Linked DNA regions of Mus musculus: regions 1 and 2 are each linked to region 3. A link is a contact called in public Hi-C data. All regions are on one chromosome and are shown on one strand. Each heading gives the region's core, a stretch centred on a gene start, on an enhancer-like site or on the middle of the called end of the contact. The rest is flanking DNA. Distances are from core to core; before and after follow the strand shown. Region 1 has its middle 4.0 kb from the start of Gm32533. Region 2 overlaps Exoc4 (exocyst complex component 4). Region 3 overlaps Exoc4 (exocyst complex component 4).

Region 1 (4,123 bases), core at 15-2,514, 510 kb before region 3:
CCCATTTCAATTCCAGGAGATCTGCTGCCCTCTTCTGGTGTCTATAAGCACTGCATGGTACACTTACATGCAGAGAAACTCTCATATATATTTAAAATAAAAATGAATAAAGTTTTTTTTTTAAGACTATCAATGTCATTTTTAAGAAATCAGAGCAGGCTGACTTCAGGTGCTCAGGAAAGACCTTCCCCGAGGAAGGAACATAGTAAGCACAGAATTAAAAGAAAGAAGAAGCCCAGTCTTCCCAGCCAAGATGGCGCTGTCACAAAAGGAACCCAGCATGGCTTGAGAGCAGTTTGTCCAAGAAAGAGCAGGAGGTGGGGACCAGCCCACAAGCTGGAGTGCATTGAGGAGTCTTGCCAGATTCCTGGGTGACAGTCTCAGCCATGATGAGGCCAGGGGCCGCTTGGGCCAGCAGTTAGAACTGTCATGAATGTAGCCACTGGAATCAAACAGATCTGGGTTTTCGAAAGTTTCACAACCTGCTGCCAGGTTTGGAAAGCTGCTGATCCCTGTAAGCCTCACCGTCTCCATCCATAAACTCGATAGTGCATGAACAATCCCTCCCGAGGGGGTGTAAGCTGTGCAGAAGGGCCAGAACAAGGGCTTACACCTCTGCCAGCATTACTAAAGCCAATGGTGGCATGCTCTGGGCCATTCTTATGCCTTTCAATAAACGTGCATTAATTTCTTACACTGTAATGTACATCCCTCTATTTCCTATGCTTGGGCTGGCCACATAGCCAGACTTTTCGTGAGATTTGCAGACATACAAAATAGCAGTAACTTTTTCACCAGACTTACAACTCAATTCAGAAGGCAGGAGCTGAAAGGGAAACAAAATATGCCTTTGAATTTCCAGCCTGCCTGTCAAGAAAGATTATCACTAAAGCTATAGACACACGCCATGGAGACCTCTGCCCCTCACTTATTTTGAAGTTCCGTCTTACGTGCTCAGGCTGCAGAGAGATAGAAAGGACGATGGCCAGAGGCCAAGAGGATAAACATAATAAACACAGCAATAGCGTGAGACATGACAAAAATAAAAGGTACAGAGAGGGTTAGAAGAACTTAATGATGGAACCTAGGAATCTATCCGTTCCCTGCGTTTGCTTGGTTAGAGATGAATTCACAATACAGATGTTTATGTGTGAGCATCTCAGTTAGGCATTATGATGGGAGCTGAGCACACACAGGGGCAGAATGTCATCCTTGCTCTCATGGAGAGAGCATTAGCTGTGCTGAGAAAACTGGTAAATGCTAGGCTGGGATTGCATACCAGACACTAGAGGGCAGTGGTGGAGCATGAATGGGTCACCATCCAGCAGTGCAGGCTTCCTGGAAGAATGGGGGCTTGTGGTCTGGGGTGCTTGGTTGAATAGCCTAGTAAGGACCACCCCACTAATAACGGATGCCCAAAACTGCCCGAGGTGAGTACGCAACATACTCAGCTGTGCTCAGTGTACTGAATATTCGCTCAAACAGGTGAGGGTGTGGGTGTTTTCACTCAGGGTGATTTCAGTACAATGAATTTCAGTTCTAAAATAGATTTATGATCGGGAAACTCTTCCTCAGTTAGCATGAGCTCGTTGCTAGTGGCATTCAATCTTTAAAGAATCATTTTGATGGTATATAATCGCAATTTTATGGTATATAGTGTGTTATATTTTGTTGTGCACAAGTATTAAACTATTGCTTTGTTGTTGTTTTTTATATTTTCTAAAGATTTATTTTATTATTTTGTATATATGGGTGGTTTTCCAGAAGTCACAGAGCTGGGCCTTGAACCTGCAAGAACAGTAAGAGCTCTTAATCACTGAGCCAACTCTCCAGCTCCAAGACTAATTTTTTTTTCTTTTTGAGATAGGCTTTCTCTACGTGGCTCAGGCTGTCTTCAGACTCAAAGAGATCCTCCTGCCTCTGCCTGCTGAGTGCTGGGGTCAAAGGCAGCTGCCACCACTCCTGTCTTGGGTAAAGTATCTACTCCCTTACACTTGGCCTTGAGAATCTTTGAAAGTTATTGCTGGCCTGGGAAGATGGCTCTGTGGGCAGAGTGTTTACCATGCCTGTATGACGACCTGAGTTCCAATGTCCAGAACCCATGGAAAAAAACAGACAAGGTAGCACACATTCCCAGCATCCTCCTACTGAGGGATGAGAGACAGAGTAAGACTCCACCAAAACTCAGGCCAGCTAGCCAGGCCTGCAGAGCGGGAACAAGAGACTGTGTTTCAAGCAAGGTGGAATCCAGGCACCTGGAGCTGGCCACTGACCTCCACAAGTATGCCGCGGTACATGTGTGCACTCACACACACCATATGCCCACACATGTATACACACAGACACACACACATACGGGGGTGAGGGGAAGAGGGAGAGGGAGAAGGGCAGGGAGAGAGGAGAGAGAATTAATGCTATTAACACTTGTGAGGAACACAAACATAGGTGAGGTGATTAACTTCGCTTAGCTTTACCGCTAACAAATGGCTTGCTGTCTCCCTGCTGTAATAAAACACGGGACTCTATCTCTAGGTGGAGGAGTGACCTTTTCTCCAGTTAATCTAACAAGGCAGAAACGCCCCCTAGGTGGGAGGGTTCCTCTGAGGATAACATAGATTTTCTTCCCAGAATTTTTGCCACACTAGGGGCAACCCTGTGAGCCCCTGTGAGGTTCCTGTGGGTCTGCACCCCACTCCCATCCCCACTTCCCCCACCCCACCCATCTCGTCTGTCTTTTTCTTTCGGATGCTGGTCAGAGCCCACTGTGGTCTCCTCAATACTCTGTATTGCGTCCCGCTCGACCGGCAAGAAAGACGCAACAAACCAGAATCTTCCGCGGCAAAAGCTTTATTGCTTGCTTCTCAGGAAGATTCCGAACCGGGAAAATGGCGCTGCTTTTATAACCCGCAGCGTGACGTTTCAGCACCTGATATGGCGTGACAGCTCCCGATTCGTTGCTTGCCCATCACCCCACTATTACACCCCGAGAATGGGAGTGACTAGGAGTGAATTCACTCTTGCACCTGCGTACAAAGCTTGTTTACTAGTTAGGCACAGCGGAGGCCCACGCCATCTTATAATGGCGATTGCTCGCGGCACACACAGCTCTCCTCAGAGATTACTGGCGGCACACATGCGATTGCTCGCAGCACGTACCGGCTTTCCACAACTCTGGGCTTCCTTACTCTTTCTCTAAAGCTCCCCTCCAACCATGTGACTGACCTCTGTTCCCCTCTTTTCAAACAATATGGTTGTTGTTGTTTTCCTTCTCTTTTCCATACTATGCCTCCGTTCCCCTCCCTCCCCCCACCTCTAGGCAACTGTGAGATTGACAGTTTACCTGCTCTAGGCTTTTCCTTTTAGACTCTAATAAATTGGGCTCAATCTTCCATTAGAGTCTATTCTTAAACTCTGTTACTAATGAGACTAAGAATCTCAAAAAGGGACCCTCACTTTCCTGGTATCATTTGGAGGCTGAGTTGGGATTCTCCAAATTTTCTGGTGACACACCCATTTAGTTTGCTTAAGAATACAGTGCTATTCAACATATTGGCATTCATTATGGCAAGACACTGGGGAGCCTAAACATCCAAGAGAATAGACCTTGGATGTGGCTGAATAGAAGATGCCACGTCCACGAACCGAACACTTTCAGATGTTAAGAAGAGAAACGCGGGACCTGGTGTGGTGGCTCACATCCGTTATCCCAGCACACAGCAGACAGAGGTCGGTAGGAGGCTTGCCAGAAGATTTGCTGCAATTCAAGCCTAGTCTGGTTCACACAGCAAGTTCCAGCTAAGGCTACACGGTAAGATGATGTCTAGAAAGCCAAAGGAGCTGGTGGCACCATCACCAGGCTAATATGGAACCATCACCAGGCTAATATGGAACAGTTTCCAAGACAGATTAAGGAAAAATATTTGTGTTTAAAAAATGTATCTCTGCCTATTAGCTAATGAGAGAAATGCACAAAACTCAGGAACGGCAGAAGTATGTAAGGAAGGTAGTTAGTTGAGTTGTTGAGTTTCAAGGGAAGGGCTTACAATTTTAACCTTGTCATGGTTTGAATATGCTTGGCCCAGGGAGTGGCACTATTTGGAGATGTGTTGGAGTAGGTGTGTTT
Region 2 (4,066 bases), core at 369-2,868, 280 kb after region 3:
TGACAAATTAGTAAGTATAAGTAAGGGGATTCCATTTCTTTTGAACAGTGCATTCCACATAATATGCATTAATACTATATACCAATCAAGTTATACCAAAAGTTTCTGATTCTTATACAGGAAAGGGAGATGACACATATAACATCATTTGTATCAATAACAACAGCTCTGGCCTGGAAAAGACATCTTGAATCATATTCCAGGATCTTGTCTTAGAAGGCAGAGCTCAGGTGGATAGATGGTTGAGTACAGACATGTCAGCTAAAACCGTAAGTGTGGATAGTGCAGGTCTAAGGCATCGTGAGTTTGACTGGGTATAGAAATTGACTAGAGTCAATTTCTATAAATGCTGAAGAGGAGGCACAAACATCTTTTAAAAACAACCAAGACACCTACTATAGTAGTATATACCTATAATTTCAATATCGGGGTGGTCGGCTGAGGTGGCAAAAAAAAGTCTGAACATAGGCAGACTATACTCTGTAGAGACTCCCTGCCTCAAAAGTGAGAATAAAAACATTGAGTGACATACGAGCAACAATCTCAAATCATTTCCCTAGAGTAATTCTATGATCTCAAAAATGGGTAGTGAAAAATCAACAAGAAATAATGAAATGTAAAAATATTCTAATCAGATATCTAACTACAGAAGGGTTGGAGTACCTGCTTCAGTGTCAAAAGCATCACTGCTCACTGTGACAGTCCAGCCTGTCAACGTCATCCGATGTAGAGTCAGTCAAGAAAAAAGCTTTGAACTGCTTGTGAAGGATTTTCTAGACTAGGTCACCTGAGAATACCAACCCTAGCTCGGCGTGGTGGCGCACGCCTTTAATCCCAGCACTCGGGAGGCAGAGGCAGGTGGATTTCTGAGTTCGAGGCCAGCCTGGTCTAGAGAGTGAGTTCAAGGACAGCCAGGGCTATACAGAGAAAGCCTGTCTCGAAAAACAGAGAGAGAGAGAGAGAGAGAGAGAGAGAGAGAGAGAGAGAGAGAGAGAGAGAGAATACGAACCCTAACTATGGATGGTACCATTCCATGTGCCAGAGTCCCAAAATGAATAGAAAGAAGAAAATAAGCTGAGTACCAGTATTCATCTCCCTTGTTTTCCTTTACAAAGATGCAATTATGAACAGGTGTTTCAAGCTCCCACTGTCAGGACAGACTGGGTATCCTCAAACTGTGGGCCAAAATAAGCCCTTTCCCCTTAATTTGGTTTTGTTAAGAGTATTTTACCAGAGCAACAGGCAAAATACTAACCACGCTCATTTATTTACCCATTCAACAAAATTAAGATCGTATTACAAAGAAACAACAGTATCTATATATTTAACCTTGATAGTTCTGAAAATTAATAAAATAATGGAGTACTGTTCACGGAAATGGATATCCACAGAGTACATAAGACTTAACTGATTCAATAGAGGCAGAAAGGACTAGACAGTAGAACTTAACAAGAAAGGGTTTACAATGAGTACTCCTGCTAGCAGCCTGACCATTCAGAATAACTGGAATCAAAAAAACATCTCATGAGCAAATTTATATATGCTACACAGTCCATGGATAGTGACTCACACACTTGATACTATAGAATGTTTTCTGTTCGCATATTCATTGGATGAGAACCATCTTGGTTCTCTCTCTTTGCAATTTACCTCACAGTAGTTGAGCAACTTAAAAACATAAAAAGCTCCTATGAGACAAATATAAGTAGCTAAATAGGATGATCTACAACCAAACCGCATAGGAGGGGGAAAGAAGACAGATGGCATGAAAAGCAGAAAAAGTCAGATTAAAAAAATAGAAGCCTGGGGGGTTAGTTCTGAAATTATGCATGCCTCTCTGTAGCTGAAAGGAGCCTTGGGCCTACTATACATCACTCACAAAGGGAAATATGGGAAAGCTCAGCAGAAGCATCACTACCAAGTTCAAGACGGTGCCCATCAATGACTAAGGTTTCTGGATGTTTTCATGGTGTTTGTGTGTGCTGCGCAAATGTGTGTGCATGTGTGTCTGCATCTCTCTTGGTTTCTGGGTTTTGTATTTCTGTGTTTGTTTTTTATTTTAGTTTGATTGCCTTTTCATATTTTGCCTTTTTTTTTTCTAAACAGAAAGAAAGAAGTTGTACATTTGGATGGAAAGACAGTGGGCAAAATCTGAGGGAGAAGAAATCTGAATTTATTGTATGTCCAGGCAGTGATGGCACATGCCTTTAATCCCTCAGATGCAGAGACAGGTAGATCATTCTGATTTACAGACCAGCCAGATCTACAGAGTTAGGTCCAGAAGAGCCAGGGCCACAGAGGAAAACCCTGACTCAAAACATAAGCAAACGAAAAAGAATATATTGTGCGGGGAAAAAAAGTTAAATAAAATAATATATAATAAAATAGAAAAATCTGAAGGTTCTCGGTATATTGCAACAAAAAGACTGAACAAGATAAATGCACATGATACAATTTTCCATCAGAACTTGTGTTCTAATGTTTATGCTTAAAAGATAAAATTCTCTCTTGTGGAAATCTGAGATAAGCTGAAAATGTGAATCTAAAACAGTATTTTAATTGAAAAGAACTGGGCATTACCAATCATCTTTTAAAGAAAATACAACATAGGAATTTACTCAAAATAAGTCTCACGCAAACAGAGACAGTGAGACAGTGAGAGACAGAGAGAAAGACAGCATGACATATCAGGATAATGATAAAGATTGACTGCAATGGCAAAGAGCCAGATGGATCTGTCCATGATCTCACAAGAGACCTGGCACAGGAGGGAAGGAAAATGGTTCTAACAAGCTGGATCTTTGAAGCAACATCAATGGTACATTGTTTTTCTGTTTTGTTTTGTTTTGTTTTTGGTTTGAAGTGTTTTGTTTTGTTTTGTTTATTTTATTCTGTAGTGACTCTAAGTAAATGTTGCAGGTTGTTCCTCTGCCTCCCTCTCTAGCAAACTGCCCCTGCAGTCATTGTACAATCTAAAGCATTTGCAAAATGATTTGGGAGGGAAGCTTTGCAATTTGCAATTACAGAAGAGGAAATATACCATGAATGCCAGAGGGGGGAGCTCAGAGCAAAGGGAAAGATCACAAGGAAATGGGCAAGAAAGAGATATGCTGAGAACAGGCCGAGCTTGCACAAAGTATCCTTTTCTTTTTCCAGTATTCTCTTCTGAAATATGTATTACAATACCCGCTGAACAATACCCCACCCCAGCTGAAAGAAAAGTAAATGGAAGTACTGCTGAGGGTAAGCAGTTTAAGCGATGGCCAGGTTTCTGAGTTCTTTGCTTTAGGGAAGTCTCTGGCACCCTGGCCTTTCCTTTCCAATCAGTTTTGATTGCGAATGAGACCACACAGTAGGATTGGCAGCTAATGATGCTGAAGGCACAGTGAAAGAATTAGCCCAAGACAATCATTATTTTTAAAAAGGTGCTTGGCCTCCTCCAGCTTCCTTTATATGTTTACTTCTAAAAAAAACAAAATGGAATTTTAATAGGCTCTTTTCATAATTGAGGCTGTGTGGATTCACTTCCCTTGTTACCACTAAGAAAATATAACTATTTTATCCAAGGGGGAGGGAAGCACTACCATAATCTCCTATAACAATTGCCAGTGACAGGCTTGGGGAATCAGCTAATGAAGACCAAAACCCTCTTCCAAATCTGTACTGTTCTCATCCCTTGTGAGAGATTTCCGTTCTCAATAGGGCCTATTTTGATGCTGGTTTTGTGATGCATTGGTGCTTTGAAACAGTAAAGACCTTGATTTTACATGGAAAGACAATGCTCCAAAATCAGGACCCAGGGAACAACCTTTACACCACCATCATCCTGTATCCCTTAGCTACAGCCACAACATTAGTGAGTATAAACTACCCTATGCTGGGCAGAATACAACAACAATCTGGTTGTCTAGAATTCAGCTGCAGGGCAGGCTCAGCTGTACTTGGTAAAAAGCTACAGGTCAGCTCCAGCACTGGTCACTCATCTCCATCAATTAGCAACTATTTACGAGCATGCTCACTCAGGACAACTGATAGAAGTACAAAGCACAAGGCCATAGCATAAACA
Region 3 (4,024 bases), core at 1,373-3,872:
CCTTCTTGTTTGATGCCTGACCTTGAACTAAATGCAGTAGTTTGCCTTCAATAAGGCCAAAAGGTGCTTACAAAACAGCACTCCCCATTCCATCTATTTTGCTAACATCACTGGAAGACATAAAAAAGAAAGAAGTAAACATTTATTTTTCAGCAAATACTTACTAAAAGGATATACAATGCTATTAGACAACATAAGGCCTTTCACATAAAAATGTGCTCCATACAAGAGACCACCAAAAACAATGTAAGCAGACTAGTAAAATATTGTACATTGTGGTAAGTACCTCATATGAAGAAAAGACAGCAAGAAGATAGAATGGTTCTAAAACAAACCACAATATTATAGACACACTATTCAGGGCATTTAAGACATTTGAACTGTTTGTATACCCACAATCACATGTCACTGTATACATCTTTGTTTCGCATAAAGCTCTCATTCATATTTCTGCATCATTATATATGCCTCATAGAAATACATTTATTAATGCCTCTTAACTAACAAACAGTAAATTTGCATAACTCACTGACAGCAACAGAGGTCATTTAAAGGCATAGCTGAAATGTTTTAAGTTAGAAAGAAATGCAGCAGACCTGCAAGTCAAATCAGGCAGTTAAACCTGAGTCACAGTTACTACTATCTATTTACATCACCAGAAGGGTGGCATACTATTGTACTGCAGTTATTTTGTATTCAGTACCCAAACTTTTATAGAAAATTAAAGACAAAGAATATGGAGGTATGACGGAAACAATAAATACAAGAGGAAAAGGGAGGGGGTGTTGTTGAACCTTCTTTGAAATAAAATGACAGGAGAGAAAAATAACTTTCCATTATTTTCCGTAGAAGTCAGGAAGACAGCTCACAGGTAAAAGCAATCGTTACATATGCCTGAGTTCCATTTCATGAAAAGCCACATGTTGTGGCTCACATATGTAATCCTAACCCCCATACTGGAGATGAATGGTTGAGGCAGAGATGTCTAGAGACCCACAGGCCAGGAATTCACAGCACAGACAGACTCTGTACTATTGAGGTACAAAATGAAAGCCAACTTTCAAAAGTTTTCTTCTCATTATGTACCCTCACAACCAAAAAAAAAAAAATTACAAAGATAAATTTTCCTCAGAGCTAGGCATGAAGGCACACACACACCTGCAGTAAGGAGGCTGAAGCAGGAGGATTGTAAGTTACAGATCTAACATAGGAAGACTGTTTAAAAACCACAGTAGTTACCACACACCCCAAAAGTGATCATAGCGAGGCCAGAGAAGGGCAGGAGAGTCTAAGTGCTGTGACGGGGACTCCCCTGAGGGATGGAAAGGACCAGGAGGTGGAGCCAAGGAAGCTGAGGAAGGTGATCAAAGCTGTTTGGTTTGTAATTTCTCCACCTCAACCGAAGGCTGTAGGGGAAGCAGGAGTCTTCTACAGAGCCCTGGTACAATTCTAAACAAATGTCAAACTCATGTCATGCATCATAACATAGTCCCCTTGCTACAAGTTCTCCAGGTGACAGAGTCACAGACACAAGCTCAGGTAGGAGAGGAGTGACAGAGGGGAATCAGTGCAACAGCTCTTGGCAAGCAAGCCTGGCTCTCTAGGCCTCTGCTCCCCTTGCCACACCATAGCATCCCTATCCACAATAACATGTGAATTACCTGCCTCAAGAGCAGTTTGACACATCAATCCCTACACCTTAAGAAAAAGTCTAAGTTAACGAGATGATGTAAATCAGACTGCCCTGGACCCAAACACAGGTATTATCACTCACTTCTGATCAACAAACATGGAGGGAGGGAGGAAGGAAGGGGCACGTGGGGAAGGTGATAAGAGTTCTATCTTTTTTTTTTGTCTTTTGCCAGTGGGCTCTTCTATGCTTTAGACATAGCAGGTGCACAATAAATACTTCCATATCATATTCTTTTCATCTCAATATTTCCTGTGTATTTACCAAGATCGAATTCTCTTTTACATTTTTTTCCTGAAAGAAATATGCATGTGGCAGATGTTTAACAGCTATATATCAACAGTGAATGAAATGATGTAAGTACATAATTTGGTTATAAAGTTTATAAAGTGCTTTAAGCTGACAGAAATCATGCATATGTAGACTGTAAATGGACATAAAACATAAAATATCTCTGTAACAAAACTATCCTTTTTTTTTCCCCTTCTTGATTCATCACTCTCAGAGGAGGGGCTCCCTTGGTATTTCCTCCTCTATAAGGTAGTTGGCACCGTACCATGCAACAAGAAGACGAAGGGTGTCTCTGTTTAGAGGACACAAATGCCCAGGCAGGTCAAAATGGAGACTTGACTTCCTGTCCTAGGAAATACAGTTCACCCAAATGTGTTCATAAGTGGGCTGCCATCCATGACAACTGTACCCAGAGACCAATGCTCAACAGCGGCACACAACGGCTAGCAACTAGGAGATTTTGATTTAGTTCATAGTTTTGTAAAAGGTAGAATGAAATTTCCAGAGTGATCGGGATGCTGCTTTCTGGGGGAAGTCTCCCTCTTGCCTTCCCCTGGAGCTTGGGTATAGGACGTGTCATGGTGCTTCTGAGTGGGCTCCTGCTAGTGGTGCAGAAGCTGGTGACAGAAACAGGTAGGGACAATGGCACAGCTGCTAATGGGGACATTTAAATCAGCTCCTATTCTTCCCCTGCCATCATGCAAAGCCCCTTTACTGCTCTAAAACAAATACAGCTTAATTCTATTTCCTGCCTGCCTTTGTATAATTTTGACATGTCCTCAGTCAAACACGACCCAGTCCTTCAATCAGGCCCTATTTTTCTAGAGATGAGGAAACAAGAGGAAGCGAAAGCAATTATTGAAAACTCATAAGCAGCAGCTTTAGCCTAATTACCTTGACTTTCCTTTTTAATTTTTCTATCGATTGTCTCCTGCTAATATGTGAGTATTGACTGAGCTGGTGGAGCCTGGAGCAGCCACGATAAGAGCAGATGCCACGGGGAAGCAGGATGTAATTAGGAGGCCCTGCACTCCGCTTTGGAATCACACATGCACAGGCAAGGCTCTGGTTGGTCCCTCTTAAGCAGGGAAGCAGCTTCCTTCAGCATGGCTGCTGTCTGCTGTGTCTTTGCCACCAGAGGGCAGCTGGGAAAAGGAAAAACTACTCCATGTTCTTTGTCCCTCTTTTGAGTTTAAAATAATGTGTTTCTCATATTTCTCCACACATTATCTACCAAAACTCCCTGGTCTATATAACTCCAAGAAGATGAGGTGGCACTGTTTTGAGTGGCAAAAAGTATCCCCCCCCCTTTTTTTTTTCAAATGCTACTGGATCAAGCCTCATCTTAAACAACCAAGTAACCCTGGGTGGTTTATCTGAATATTCATGTACCATTGACAACCGCTCACAACTCTGGGCTTTTTTTTTGCTTGGAGAAAAACAAAAGTTTCTTAACAAAAGTTTCTTGCTTTAGTGTATACAATTTGTTTTTAAATTATATCTGTAAGGTAGTGTAAACATGTTTTAAAATATATCTAAGTTTTCTCTAGCAGTAATAATACTTTGTCATCTTAAATTGCTATCACAGTATGTGTGGCTCACTATGAGAAAACACAGTTTAATAAAGCTGTATGCTAGGTTTTATAGGGATCAAGATGACCCCAGTGAACCAAGGTGTCATGTTTGGTCCTGTTTTATTTTATCTTCTTTAGAAACCCTGGGAAGCAACCAAGTAGTAACAATTAGCAATGCTTAATGGACTTTGAATACAGCTGCGAAAACTGTTAATTAAGCAAAATGTAAGCATGGGTGAAACTCTATAGGAATGGAAAGAAAAATATGAATGAAAAAACGCTAGGCAGAAACATGAAGAAAAGTGGAAGGCTAAAGACAGACACAGCATAGACAGAGCTGGGAAATGAGAGTCTTGAAATGTTAACACAGCCACAGGAATGACACAGGAATGACCAAGGTGCATCCATTATGAAGTGACAGTTATACACACAGTATGGACATTTAGTAAATAATAAACTCATTTATATT

The links. Hi-C and Micro-C count contacts between places; a contact is called where the count stands out from the background.
Region 1: a Hi-C map of cortical neurons shows a contact between it and region 3, with 2.0 times the contacts expected there. The contact joins two enhancer-like sites. A contact is called at or near these places in 4 of 484 Hi-C or Micro-C datasets (DN3 thymocytes, the N1E-115 cell line, cerebral cortex and 1 more) and 1 of 115 datasets of contacts at active chromatin or transcription factors (astrocytes).
Region 2: a Hi-C map of cortical neurons shows a contact between it and region 3, with 1.7 times the contacts expected there. The contact joins two enhancer-like sites. A contact is called at or near these places in 1 of 39 promoter capture datasets (hippocampal neurons), 6 of 484 Hi-C or Micro-C datasets (the N1E-115 cell line, cerebellum, cerebral cortex and 1 more) and 1 of 115 datasets of contacts at active chromatin or transcription factors (CD8 T cells).

Annotation. Positions count from the first base shown.
Region 1 is chr6:34,191,087-34,195,209 of GRCm38.p6, reverse strand. No RefSeq gene overlaps it. Among named protein-coding and RNA genes, the nearest start is that of Gm32533, 4.0 kb to the left of the region's middle. Within about 2 kb of position 1,264, at least 25 of the 459 cell types and tissues checked have an H3K27ac peak or open chromatin away from gene starts, as enhancers often do. A contact at or near this core is called in cortical neurons, where this site is marked.
Region 2 is chr6:33,404,768-33,408,833 of GRCm38.p6, reverse strand. The region is part of intron 7 of Exoc4 (exocyst complex component 4); the gene reads right to left. Among named protein-coding and RNA genes, the nearest start is that of Gm38785, 36 kb to the left of the region's middle. Within about 2 kb of position 1,618, at least 1 of the 459 cell types and tissues checked has an H3K27ac peak or open chromatin away from gene starts, as enhancers often do. A contact at or near this core is called in cortical neurons, where this site is marked.
Region 3 is chr6:33,681,024-33,685,047 of GRCm38.p6, reverse strand. The region is part of intron 10 of Exoc4 (exocyst complex component 4); the gene reads right to left. Among named protein-coding and RNA genes, the nearest start is that of Gm38785, 240 kb to the right of the region's middle. Within about 2 kb of position 2,622, at least 64 of the 459 cell types and tissues checked have an H3K27ac peak or open chromatin away from gene starts, as enhancers often do. A contact at or near this core is called in cortical neurons, where this site is marked.